Regions from separate parts of the Sus scrofa genome. Here regions 2 and 3 are each linked to region 1. Evidence: chromatin contacts called from public Hi-C data. All regions are on one chromosome and are shown on one strand. Each heading gives the region's core, a stretch centred on a gene start, on an enhancer-like site or on the middle of the called end of the contact. The rest is flanking DNA. Distances are from core to core; before and after follow the strand shown. Region 1 holds the start of CCDC88A (girdin). Region 2 holds the start of CCDC85A (coiled-coil domain-containing protein 85A). Region 3 holds the start of LOC100514282 (prolyl-tRNA synthetase associated domain-containing protein 1).

Region 1 (4,429 bases), core at 603-3,102:
CCTGTGCTGACTCTTCAGTCACTGCTGCCCCAAATGCACTTAACTTGGACTTGGTGTTAAACCTGATGGTTTTTTTTTTTTTTTTTTTTAATGAATGAAGAAGTTCTGGTTTGTCTGCAGATAAACCACACTACAGGCATGAACACTTCCATGTTGTTTAGTTGAGCTTCTGAGGGATTACAAAGAAAAGTGGACATGTTGGGCATCAGACTCTTCCTGAAATCAATACTTCCTTCTTGGTGCCTGCTCACTCTTGGTCTATGTTTCCAAATAAAGGATTGTGATTAAGAAAGAGTCATCAAGAGCAGAAGGAAAAGATTGCTAGCAACCAGGATGACCCAAGTCATGGGTAGGCCAGGGCAATGTAAGATTCTACTCTGAATACCACCTAGCTAAGTGTCACATGAATGTATCCTCATTTTAATTAAGATGATTTGAGAAGGACATTTCCCTGCTTTCTAAAGCAAGATTCTTTCTCCTGCAACTGAAGTAAGAGAGGTTGCATTTCAAGTTTTTTCCTCAAGATTTTTAATTTGAGTGCAAAAATGATTAAAAAAAACCCACCAATAACAATTACAAAGCACTTACTGTAAGTTGCCACTTAATTTAACTCTATTAATTTAACCCTGCTTTACACATGAAGGAAATGAATCTCAGAGAGGTTCAGAGACATGCCTATGCTCACACAGCTGTTAAGTATCTGAGCCTGGATTTGAATCCGGCAGGAAGACTCTAGAGCCCAGGCTCTTAACAACCTAATTAAGAAATTGTGCTGTTCTTAATTTAGTGTTATGACAAAAACATTTTTACTGCTAATTTAAAATATAAGTATTCAAAGCAGATATTTATGTAAATGTAAACGGCACACGTTGAAAACTATAATATATTTTTTCTCAAAAAAATTGTTTTACATGACATTTTGTCCCAGGGAAAAGATATTTATTTTCCTTCAAAATGAGGAGTAACACTTGATTTTGCTGGGGAACTGTTAAAATTACTTTGATGGTTCTAGTCGTGCACAGCATTGAGATTTATGACAAATATGTAATCTGTTTATTTGTCACCCAAATTGGATGACTTCCAAATGTTTCCTCTTAGTAGCTCTTGATTTTGTTTGGATTTTTTTCAATCACCAAATAGTCAAACAACAATGTCTGAATCACGTTTGCACCAGTCAGGAAATATCAACACGTTTTAAGACTTTGGTTATTTGAAATCCTACTACATGCACTTGCAACTTTGAAGAGCATGCCTGCTTTCGTGGACTGGTTTTTTGTTTTTGTGTGTGTGTGTTTAGGAGAAGAAAAAAGGAAAAAAAAACAAAACAAAAAAAAACAACCCACTAACTTTCCAGCTCAGGTCCGTCGTTTGCGATTTACTGCAGTGAGTTTTCCTATTCCGTTTTGCTGGAGAGATCACGCTTAACAGATCAAATCTAACTGTCCGAAAAAAGCTGTCTGCATCCCTCATGTTTAAAAGGGAGGGATTTCGTTCCCTTTCCTTCACACATCAAAGAAGGCACTCAGGGAGGAAATAAACCATAATTAGGCAGAACGAGCTAGCAGACAGAGACCCCTTCCTCAGCCTTCCCCATCCCCGCCCCCCAGGCCCTGGCAACCGTCCTGGGAGCGCGCGAGGCCCGGGCCGCCGCAGCAGCTGCAGCGAGCGCGCGTCCACGCCGCGCCCGCCGCCAGGATCTGGGCGGCGGCGGGGGCCGGGCCGGGGTGCGCGCGCTCGGGAGCGCGCTCATGCAGCGGTTTTTCTTCTCCCACAATCCAGAGGCTGCGGCGCGGGAGGGGCGGGGAGCCGGCGGAAGGATATGGGCGCGGAAGGAGCACTCGCTCTCTTTGACGGCGGGCTGGCGGCGCTGGTTGGTAGGCGAGGAGCGGGGTGTGATGCGGCACTGCGGTTCTGAGGCCGTTACTCCGGCTCCTCCAGAGAGGGCGGAGGAGGAGGCTGGAGCGCGGCGGTGATTTTGTGCCAGGGCTTCCCAGAGGCGCGCTGAAAAGGCTGGCAGGGCTCGGGAAACTGGGGGCTTAGGGACACACATTCAAGCCCCCACCCCCGGGAGGGGAAGGGGGCAGGCGGCAAGGCTCAGGGTCGGCGAAAGGATGGTGTGTGCTCGGGGGGAAGGGGCGAGCCCTGCCTGTCGTTGGTGAGGGGCTGCGGGCTGGGGAGGCTCTGAGGGTCAAAGCGGCTCCATGCCCACTGGTGGGTGGAACGTGTTGAGGAGAACGCGGAGGTCGAGCCTGGCGGCAGCTAAGAACCTTTAACGTAGTATCTAACGTGAGATTTCATTTATCCCACACTGGGATTAATTCATTGGGGGCAGCCTCGCAGGTCTGGCTCCTCCAGGAGCTGGGCAACCTTGACGGGCTTTTTGTCTTGCTGTTCCAGCCCCTTCTCCCTTCCTCCTCCTCCAGATGCCTTTTCTCTGCCCCTCCTCGCCCGGTACAGACATTTCCAGCGCAGGCTACCGCTCGTGGTTGCTATCGAATCCGCTTACCAGGATTTCAGCTCGGTTCCCCCTGGGGTGTTTTTTGAGGTGGGAGAGTTTTTCTCCCCTCCACGATGGGATTTTCATCCTATGCCAAAATGGACTTTAATTGATTTCTACTCACTTTAGCGTTTAGTGACCAATTCCTTAGGCTTATTTTTGTGATAGTTCCTTTTTTCAAGTACATTATCTGTAAAATGGAGAACGAGATTTTTACTCCCCTTCTGGAGCAGTTCATGACCAGTCCCTTGGTCACTTGGGTAAGTGGGGCGTTATTTTTTGTGTATTTAGCTGCATTATTTGTGCCTGCAGAGATGGAGGTGGGCGTTCGTGTCGTGATGATCATCATTCTGTTCTAGGTTAAAACGTTTGGACCTCTGGCTGCAGGAAATGTGACCAACCTGGACGAATATGTGGCTTTGGTGGATGGGGTATTCTTGAACCAAGTTATGCTCCAAATGTAAGTGTTCTTCTTTTTTTCTTTCTAGACAATTCTTTTTTTTTTTTTTTAAATGGCATACTGTGAACTTAGAGACTTTGTATTTTAAGATCCTAATTTAGTTCTTTGGACGGAAAAATTCAGGTGGTTTTTAGAATTGGACCTTGAAAGGAGTAGTAATCTTACGCCCAGCCCATTTATCACAACCAGTAATTATGCCTGTTAAAATTGTGAAACTTTAATTTTCCCTTCTGCAAATCGTGCATTGTCACTTATTGTCTTCAGTGCTGAAATCCAAACCACGTTGTGTCCTCTTTGATAATTTGGTAAAATGAGGAGGAGAATTAGAATAGTTTCCTAAGGGGGGAAAAAGCCTTTACTGTGAAGTTATGTGCATTTGGTGCAGAAATGTTTCTTATTAACCTTTGTGTCTAAAAATAAATGGCTCAAATTTTGAAACTGATGAAGTAATAACAGATTTCGGAGGAGAGAATTTCAGACAACAGTTCTGATTGGTGAGGACTGTTGCTGTAGCAAGTAATTTATATGCATATAATAACTAATGTGATTAGGTGATTTATTGTGTGAATTATTAGATTAATATTTGAGAGGTCATCTTAAGGTATTCTTAGAGCTGGTTTTGAAATGCAGGTGGTTGAAATCTTGGTGACAACTAGCTAATGATTTAGTAGGCAGATCTTTGTCTTTTATGTTTATGATATCGATTTAAAATAATAAAGTGTTTTTGGGGTGGCAATTGAATATCAAAATGACATTGGTAGCTGGATCAAAGAAACAAAAACTCCGTTTTTATCATAGGTATTGTAGCATACATGTATTCTCAGCATATCAGTGTAGTGAATATTGTAGTTGTGCTCAAATATATATTTAGCCTATTACTCTTGAATACAATCTGATTACAAGAGTAGCTTGGAACTTTCAATTTTAAGACATTCATATGTTTTGTGTATGTGGGAATTTAGTGTATTACTAATGAATAATTGTTGCCAGAGAATAAGTTTACCGTTAATAGATAATAACCTAACATATAAAATTATAAATTCTATACTTTTTTGGTATTCGTTTTTTTTAGATTTTTTACTTAGAAGGGTTATGTCAAATCCATAAATAACTCTTCCATTGGTAACTTCTCAGTCTGTGTTCTCAAAGAGACTTGTACTCTATATGCTCAAAGAGATTTGTTTGCTGTTTTTCAGATTTATGTTGATTTTATGGGAAAGAATTATACTACTACATGTTTTCCAAAAGTGTTTTATTTGTATAGGCATCCAAAGAAATATGTTATCTAAATGTATATGTGTATGTGCTTTTTTCTTAAGAAAGGGAAAAGGGAATGTAGACATTAATTATTTCCAGGGATAATAAATGTATTTTGGGCAGCTCTTTCATGGAACTATTTTTAATCTTTGAAATATCCCACAATTTCCCAAGCAAAATGGTAGAATAATTAAACTGACTTCTGTTTTAGGGAA
Region 2 (4,429 bases), core at 598-3,097, 160 kb before region 1:
ATTTATTCACTGTCTAGCACATAGTACATGTTCATCAAATACTTGTTAAATGATTCAACACAAGAAATGACTTATTTCAGTTTTTTCCAGTATTAGATCTTATTTGTAGGGTATTAAATTCTTAACATGTATAGTCAAAGTGGCTGCTGTATAGTTCTCATTCCTTTAACTTAATACATGACACATACAAGATTTTTTAGGCCAGTAACACATTACGACTTTGTTCACCTAGCCCCCTCAGCCTTGAATACCCTTCAAGCCAAACTCACACTCAGGGAATCCTCTAACATCAGACCCAAAATTTATCTGTGAAGCCTTCTCTGACCCAAGACAGAAATGTTATTTCCTCTGGACTCCAAACACATTTAGTCCACATCGATCAGAGCAATTAACGGGCTCTATTGCTACGTGTATTAATTCAAGTATATTTTCTTAGGTCCTCTTTATTTTTTTTATTTTTTTTTAATTGTCTTTTTGCCATTTCTAGGGTCGCTTCTGCGGCATATGGGAGGTTCCCAGGCTAGGGGTCTAATCGGAGCTGTAGCCACCTGCCTACGCCAGAGCCACAGCAACGCCGGGATCCCAGCCGCGTCTGCAACCTACACCACAGCTCAGGGCAACGCTGGCAACGCCAGATCCTTAACCCACTGAGCAAGGCCAGGGATTGAACCCGCAACCTCACGGTTCCTAGTCGGATTCGTTAACCACTGACCCACGACGGGAACTCCTCTTAGGTCCTCTTTAGATTAAAAAAAAAAAAAAAAAATCCTATACGAATCCTATGTATCCAGATTTTGAAATGAGTATTTTTTATCAGGCATCTGCTCTAAAACATTCTCACGTTTCAGTGCAATGCGGAAGGGTGTACACACAAGATCTAGTCAAAACATAAGCACGTTTCGACAAACCATGGATTAGGATGACTACAACTCCCAAGATGCGCTGCAGCAAAACGTGCATTTCGCCTGATTTTCACCTTTCAGACTAAAGAGCTGTAAAGAGCTAGCGGCAAGAACTGTCCTTAAAAAAACGAATAAAAGGAGTCTATCAAGAAAACAAGGATTGAAATAAATGACTGCTCAGTTCACCCGTATCCACCGTGCAATGTTTGAAAATTAATCTGTTGTTTGACAACTAATGTAAACGCCAAAAGAATTTCTTCCTCAGTGCAGAAGTCTTCCCGAGAGAGAATGCAAGAAATGCCAGGAAGAGAAACTCAAAAATATCAAAAACAATGCTTAGATAAGTTAGGCAGGTAGTTCCCGCCAGTTCCCTAAACTTATCTGAAGACTCATTTTCCGAGATTACAAATTAGGGAAGAACACCATATTTTCACAAAGCGGAAAGTATGCTTTCCAATGGCCAGCCACCAAAAGCATAACGGCAAAACGCCTGGGCAGGAAATAAGAAACTGTCACACCTTTGTACGATGTTACAATCTTCTGGACAAACACGAACACTTCCTGAGGAAATGCTTAACTATAACAGACTCCACTACGAATTGCAGTGGGTTTGGGGTCGCATTAGACATTTTAAATTCCTAAAGTCTTCACAGACAAGAGGTTTTAACTGTTTTTCTCCTACAGGCTGACAGGGTGAGCTTCCATTAAGGAGTGCGAGCACATTTTCTTCCCTTTGGCTCAGAGTAAGTCCTGTCCAAGGATGCGTACCTCCCAGATTTGCTCTGTTTTTTCCACAGAGCTTGGCTCTTCCACACGCCTGTCACAGACAGCAACCGCCGGAAGCCGCATCCACAACTCGGTTCTGGCGGTCTGCACAGAGAAGAGTCTCGCGGTACCAGCCGTGACTGGAGGCTCGCGAGAACCGCCCTCCCAGCCGAGATCACGCGCCAGTAGGCGGGGTCGAGAGAGGAGAAAGTCGCACTTAGGCCCTCCCACCTCAGCCCAGTACCCTGCATCGCGAGAAAACCGAGTACGGTCCAGCCCGGGAAGCGCATGCAGAAACCGAGGCGATGCATGTTGGACTTGTCGGCCGCCGTAGCCCCTGCTAGGACAGCCCGTGCGAGCTTGCTGGAGGAGGAAGAGAAAGGCAGAGAGAATCGGGTTACAAGATGGCGGATCTGTAGCAGTTACCGCGGCGGCGGCGGCGGCGGCGGCGGCGGCGGCGGTGGCTGCGGCGGGAGAGCTAGAGAGCTCTGGGGGTCAAAGGGCGGGGAGGGTGGGTGTGAGCGGGGGTGAAGTGAGAGGAAACCGGGACTCCAGGCGGAAAGGTCTCAGTGGCTCGTGTTGTCCTTTCCCGCGGCTGAACCTTGGGAGCCATGGTGAACTCAGGCCTCTCCGGAGCCGCCGCCGCCGCCGCTGCCGCCACCGCCGCTACCGTTTCTCAAGAGTGAGAGAGGCGGACTAGGTGAACGAGGAGGCGGCGGCTGGAGTAGTGGGGACAGCAGCCACCATGTCGGATACGAGGCGGCGAGTGAAGGTCTATACCCTGAACGAAGACCGGCAATGGGACGACCGAGGCACCGGGCACGTCTCCTCCACTTATGTGGAGGAGCTCAAGGGGATGTCGCTGCTGGTTCGGGCAGAGTCCGACGGTAAGGTTATTGGAACCGTAGGATAGGGGACAATGCCTCCGGTTTGGGCACAGCCCTGGCGTTTAGGCCCTGGGCCGGGTACTGTTACTACAACCACTTAGGACAGCGCATTGGTTTTGTGCGTGCACTTCAGTGCGTTGAAGGAAACAACTTTGTCTGGATTTACCCTCGGTCAGACGCCGATTCTCTGTTCCCCCGCCTACCATCCTTGTTAAACATTTGACCCGTTCTTCTCCAGTCTCGCCTCTTGAGCAGGGGAAAGTGTGAGAGAGAAGGGAGGAAGAGATGGAAGACTAGGTAGTGAATCTCCTTCGGGGGAGCTGACCGTCCCCGACTCCCGTTATTTTTTTATCCATTATATGCCTGGTACAAAAGGCTTAGTGAAACTTTACTTTCTGCGTGTTTTTTTTTTTTTTAACTCGTTTTACTAACGAGCTTCAGATGCCACAGTCGACAGGTGCTGGGGAAAAACAAGAGGCACCTTTTCCTGGGGTTATTGCAGGCTGTTGACAAGATACATGCACGCACAAGCACATACATCTTCAGTCTGGGATCCCTCCAGGCTACCTTTGTAGAGAGTGCTGTGAAAAAGTGGATACTTTACACCCTAAACAAGTTAGGACACCAGGCAGATTGTAAACTTGTATTCGTTGATTTATTGTACGAGTCACCTGTAAAATATTCTTAAATTATAAAATGTTGAGCCCTAATTAAAACACTTTTCTCATTGTAATCTGAACGCCTAGATTTGAACAACTGATATGTACAGATAAAAGAAAAATAGCAATCTTTGGTTTATTCTTGGCATATTTTGTACTCTCGCACTTTCCTTTTTATTTTAAATAGTCATGGACATTTGTTTTTACATAAGGTGTTCTTCCTTTTGTTCCTAAGGAGAAAAAGAAATGCAGTTTTGTAATTTGTGTACTAAGTACTTAGATCCCTGTTGTGGTCCTTTGTAATTTGTTTAATTTGTTAAACTGGAAATGCAATAAAATAACTTTGTTAAAAAGAATTTGGCTTCAGGTGGTCATTTAGACCTTAAAATTTTTATTTCAATAAAACTCTAATAAGTAATCTAGTCTCCGTATATTCTTCTTCTGAACATTGGTGGTGGTAGATGAATTTTTTTCCTTTAAGGGTATATGGGAATGGGGTGATATATTCAAAATTAAATACGAAGCCCAGATCTTGAGAGAAAAATGTAAAATGGAATACATTTGATTACTTAAGGTGTCTTGCTGGGAGGGAGAAAAAGGTTTTTTAGTATTCTCATGATTTATTCAGGGTTTTATAAATTAAACCTTATAAATACTGTCTTTTTAACTTTCAGGATCACTACTCTTGGAATCAAAGATAAATCCAAACACTGCATATCAGAAACAACAGGCAAGTAGTTGTTTATCTTTAATTTGAAAGACTTCATCCTTGATCAAGGAAATATTAATCTGAGAAAGATGGGAAAGCTTTCCTGACCAGAAAAAAACATGTCTGGTAAACTAAATTATAGGCACATGTTATTTCCCTTGCAGATGAAAAAGTTTCACTGAAAAATGAAAGCTTTTGTTCTGGCAGTAATTTATTATCTTTTAATTGAGCCAAATTCAATTTAGATTATATTAGAATACAGTGTATTTGTTAGTCTTATTTAACTGCAGTTAGGCAGGTATCTTCTATACTCTGTACACTAAGCCTTTTATTCTCAGTCACATTTAAAGGAAATGACATAAAAGAAAATTCAAAGGGTACTCTTTAAAGCAAGGAAAACCTGTTTGTAGTGTGAAATTACATCCTTTGACTTATGCAAAGGTAAAGTTTTTGAAATAGAAACCTTTAAATCCTGTTCTTTAATTGTATATTTTTAATATAATAATG
Region 3 (4,429 bases), core at 1,207-3,706, 140 kb after region 1:
CTTGCTCAGTGGGTTAAGGATCCAGCATTGCCACAAGCTTCGGTATAGGTCACAGATGCAGTCTGGATCTGGCATTGCTGTGGCCGTGATGTAGGCCAGCAGCTGCAGCTCAGATTCAACTCCTAGCCTGGGAACTTTCATATGCTGCAAGTGAGGCCGTTAGAAAAAAGTAAGTAAAATATTGCCCCTAAAATAGTTTAGGTAGTCCCCAAATCAAGGTGCTATATATATTATATGACTTTTAATGCTCTTTATAAATTACAAGAAAATCACCTTTCAGGAATAAATGTATTTTAAGCATTAGCCTAATTAGTTTTTATCAAAATTTAGTATTATGGGATCATGTCCTGTGTTCTTTACAAATGTGAGAAAGTCTTCAGGGCTCAGTCCCATGGTTGCAGTGTTGGTCATTGGATGAAAGTATACCTTTTCATGTCCACCTTCCAGAAAAGCAGAATCCAGAACAAATTTCACATCTCCATCATCACAGAAGAGTGCCAATGGTGTCGCACAGCCTTGGACAACTTTCAGTTTTTCTAGCATGGCTGTTTCATCAGCAAACCGCAGATTTCCACTCCCAACACCTAACTGCTTGGCAAGATCATTTAAATTGATTTGTCTATCATGAAGAACTGTCACCAGCCAATAGCCTTTTTTCTTTTTGTCTTTAAGAAATAAGTTCTTACTATGTGCTCCTTTCAAATGTTGGATATGAGGCATCATTTCTTCAACTGTAAACACCTGTAAGATATCACATGAGAAGTTTAAAAACATGCATGTATATACATACTGCACACTACACTTGTATGTATTTTGCTTGATGGGTGAAAACAGCAAGGTTAAAATCCAGGTTACTCAAGTGCCCTGGATTTCACTGGTAGAGACCTATTCCCAGTCCATTACCCAATAATATCTCATCTCAGGACTTTAAGCAACTTCTCCTAGGCCAGTTCTCTATTCTCTGTTCTAAGCCAGTTCTCTTAGGCCACGCCTTCACATTCCTAAAATCCTTTGTTTTTCCCTTAAAATTTGGTAAAGTTTATAGCAGCCCAGACTCCGATTTCTTGGCATTCCATTACATCCAGACCATGTGACAAACTCCCCTCTACTGATAACTGCAGAGGTGAGAGGGCAGGAACACCTGCCCAATATACAAAGTAAAAAAACAGGAAGAGTATGTGGACTATAAGGGAAGGGAAGGGAGTTCCCGTTGTGGCTCAGTGGACTAAGAATCCAACCGGTATCCATGAGGATGCCAGTTTGATCCCTGGACGAACTCTGTGGGTTAGGGATCCAGCATTGCTGTGAGCTGCAGCGTAGGTCGCAGACATGTTGGATGTGGCTGTGGCTGTGTTGTAATCCAGCAGCTGTAGTTTCAATTGGACCCTAGCCTGAGAAATATATGCCACAAATGTGGCCAGAGAAAGCCAAAATAAGGGAAAGGGAAGGGTCATGGAAAATGACACAGTTTTAATGTATTTCTATACCCTTTAAAAACCATCACCATATTTAGCTAATTATCATTTAGCTGTTACTCAAGCCTCCGGCAAAAACTTTTATGTCCCTACACTACTCAGGTTACATATTGGCTAGGTGAGATATTTGCAGAGTATCTGCCCATCAATACACTAAATTATGTTTAAAAATACCAAACTCTGGAGTTGCCGTTGTGGCGCAGCTGAAAGGAATCTGACTAGTATACATGAGGATGTAGGGTCAATCCCCGGCTTCGCTCAGTGGGTTGGAGTTCCCGGATTGGCAGGAGATGTGGTGTAGGTCCCAAACGTGGCTCGGATCCTGCCATTGCTGTGGCGTAGCTGGCAGCTCTAGCTCCCATTGGACTGGGAACTTCCATATGCCTATGGTGCAGCCCCAAAAACAAATGAATAAATAAAAATATCTTGGTGTCATGTATGCATGATGCCTGATACATCATAGCCACTGGAGAAGCAGTTTACTGCTGGGCAAATGTATCTACCCATAAAGTGGACACACTGACTAACATCCCACACCAGTTCCTAACGAGTTCCACACGAGTTCCTAATATGTTGCACTAGTTCTCCACAGAAAATCAAGTCACTCCAAGAGGAAAACATAACCTTTTTTACAATACGAGGCCCACGTGGACAGGCCTTTGATGTTGCATTCTGGTCCCTTGATGTAGTCTGGATCCCGGCAAATGCCTTAAAACGTACGTTTCTAAGGTACACTACCCCTGGGCCAACTAGCCTTAGCGACTTCGCGGGACAGACGCTGCAGCGGAGCCCACCCACTCCTGCAGCCGTCCCACCGAGAGCGCCTCACCTCCGGGTGCTCCACGATCTCTGTGCGGATGGCCAGGGCACTGAGCCGCTGCTCCAGCGCCGCGCGCAACTCTGAGCCTGACATGCTGCCTTCGTGGCAGTAGCTAGAGACCCGGAAGAGGAACTGGGCGTGGCCTTCCCCCACCCGGCGGGCTGCAGGCCGAGCGGAAGTGCCTGGAAGGACTCGGGTCGGTGCTGCCAGCCGAGAGCAGGCACCTTCCGGAGGCGGGGTTGCGGCGTTTTCGCTCTTTTCTGTGGCTTTGGCTTTTTCCTGGAAATCATCCAGGTCCGCAAGGACAGCCTTACCAAATCTGAAGGGTTCCTTACCGCGTGTCCCAGCAGAGGGAGGAGCCTGCATTCTCACAGCCCTCGATAATCTCGGTTTCCTACTTCCAGCATATCTTCCATTTAAACAGAATCACAGCCAGCTAACAATTCAGTTCAGTGAGTACTGGGCATGGATTGGACGCCATAGCAGGTTTATCAAGGCAGTTAGAGGCTCCTACCCCTTCCTCTGTCCTTGTAATGTATTTTCTGTGCCAGGTACTAGTTGAAGGATTCTGTCTTGAGAGGATGCAGCCTGTGTTATTGAAACTACCTGCAGTTTTGAGGTAGCTTAAACACGCACACCTCCTCCTCAAGGCCTCTTTATAAACCCTTAAGATTCTGCTGGGTGAGCGCCCAAGAAAGACCACCTATATAAATTCCCTTACTTACTAAAACTTCCACCCACCAACTTGTATTGCCCAGCCTCTTCCGTCTTTCTATGCCCTCCTAGGAGGAGTGGTGGTGGGAGGGGTGGGGGGGACGACCTTCACCAGGGAAACTCCCTGAGGTTGTGAATCTACAGACAAAAGAAGACAAAATCCCTAGCCTTTTTTTTTTTTTTTTTTTTTTTTGCCTCTCCCAAGGCATGTGGAATTTCCCAGGCTGGGAGTGAATTGGAGCTGTAGCTGACGGCCTATGCCACAGCCACAGCAACGCATGATCTGAACTGCATCTGTGACCCACACCATAGCTCAAGGCAACGCCCATCCTTAACCCTGAGAGAGGCCAGGGATCGAACCCTCATCCTCATGGATCCTAGTCAGGTTCCTAACAGCTGAGCCACCACAGAAACGCCTCCTCTCCTTTGAAATAATTAAATGTGACAGCCACAACTCACCTCTTTCAGAGACACTCTGCCTACCTCTTTGTGGGCTGCTACACTATCCTGCAAAACTGTCACTCCCTGCTTGAATGAGGCCTAAAATTCCACTAGAGTTTAATTTATGGATTTAGATTAAGCCTCATTGTTACCAATGCTCCAGAATCACACACCTGCCTCTCCCTTGAATGGAAACTCTTATCCAAGTTTCAGGAGGAAGTTGCAAAAAGAAAAATAAGTGCTTGTTAGAACTAACTAGGCGCAAGATGGCAGAAGATCTAATTCCAGTAGACCTTGGGCTTTGTATGTTCACTGTAATACATCAGCATGCTAAATGAGGGCACCCACCAATTGTCCCTGACAGTTGACAATTGCCATGACAACAACTGGAAAAGCCCACTCAAGGACTGAAAAGGAGTGGTCTGGCTCCAAACCACCCCCTATTCTCAGGTAAGTCATGAATATTCCTCCCACTCTTTCCAGTTTCCTCCCTTTTACATCAACCCTCCAAGATATATGATGTCTGCCTGAATTGCATAGAGAAGTTAATTTGCAAACTAGGTTCCCCCTTCTGCATTGTTTATCCATTGCTATCTCAGCATCAGTTTCGTTATTGGCTGTGGAAATCTGATCAGAAAAAATCCTCTCTTGGACTTCCTGTTGTGGTGCAGCAGAAAAGAATCTGACTAGGAACCATGAGGTTGTGGGTTTGATCCCTGGCCTCACTCAGTGGGTTAAGGCTCTGGTGTTGCTGTGAGCTGTGGTGTAGGTCGCAGACGTGGCTCGGATCTGGTGTTGCTGTGGCTCTGGTGTAGGCCGAAGCAACAGCTCAATTAGACCCCTAGACTGGGAACGTCCATATGCAGCGGGTTGTGGCCCTAAAAACACAAAAGACAAAAAAAAGAAAGGAAGAAAGAAAGAAAAAGAAAGAAAGGAAGGAAGGAAGGAAGGAAGGAAGGAAGGAAGAAACCTCTCTAGC

Evidence for each region. A called contact is a pair of places that touch in the nucleus more often than the background predicts.
Region 2: a Hi-C map of skeletal muscle shows a contact between it and region 1, with 4 times the contacts expected there. The contact joins the promoter of CCDC85A here to the promoter of CCDC88A in region 1. A contact is called at or near these places in 3 of 47 Hi-C or Micro-C datasets (heart right ventricle, liver and skeletal muscle) and 2 of 2 datasets of contacts at active chromatin or transcription factors (alveolar macrophages and skeletal muscle).
Region 3: a Hi-C map of alveolar macrophages shows a contact between it and region 1, with 1.6 times the contacts expected there. The contact joins the promoter of LOC100514282 here to the promoter of CCDC88A in region 1. A contact is called at or near these places in 1 of 5 promoter capture datasets (liver), 9 of 47 Hi-C or Micro-C datasets (alveolar macrophages, embryonic fibroblasts, heart right ventricle and 4 more) and 2 of 2 datasets of contacts at active chromatin or transcription factors (alveolar macrophages and skeletal muscle).

The regions. Positions count from the first base shown.
Region 1 is chr3:85,809,191-85,813,619 of Sscrofa11.1, forward strand. It overlaps CCDC88A (girdin), which reads left to right and starts at 1,853. Exons shown (of 39, transcript XR_002342714.1): 1 at 1,853-2,757; 2 at 2,857-2,957.
Region 2 is chr3:85,648,007-85,652,435 of Sscrofa11.1, forward strand. It overlaps CCDC85A (coiled-coil domain-containing protein 85A), which reads right to left and starts at 1,848. Exons shown (of 18, transcript XR_002342946.1): 1 at 1,671-1,848. PPP4R3B (protein phosphatase 4 regulatory subunit 3B) reads left to right here and starts at 2,058. Exons shown (of 17, transcript NM_001244675.1): 1 at 2,058-2,092; 2 at 2,310-2,554; 3 at 3,888-3,943. The coding sequence starts at 2,413.
Region 3 is chr3:85,945,122-85,949,550 of Sscrofa11.1, forward strand. It overlaps LOC100514282 (prolyl-tRNA synthetase associated domain-containing protein 1), which reads right to left and starts at 2,457. Exons shown (of 2, transcript XM_003125134.6): 1 at 2,305-2,457; 2 at 223-741. The coding sequence starts at 2,388. The coding sequence ends at 310. CCDC88A (girdin) reads left to right here. Exons shown (of 39, transcript XR_002342714.1): 32 at 3,658-3,900. It overlaps MTIF2 (translation initiation factor IF-2, mitochondrial), which reads left to right and starts at 2,496. Exons shown (of 16, transcript XM_021087524.1): 1 at 2,496-2,747; 2 at 3,815-3,900.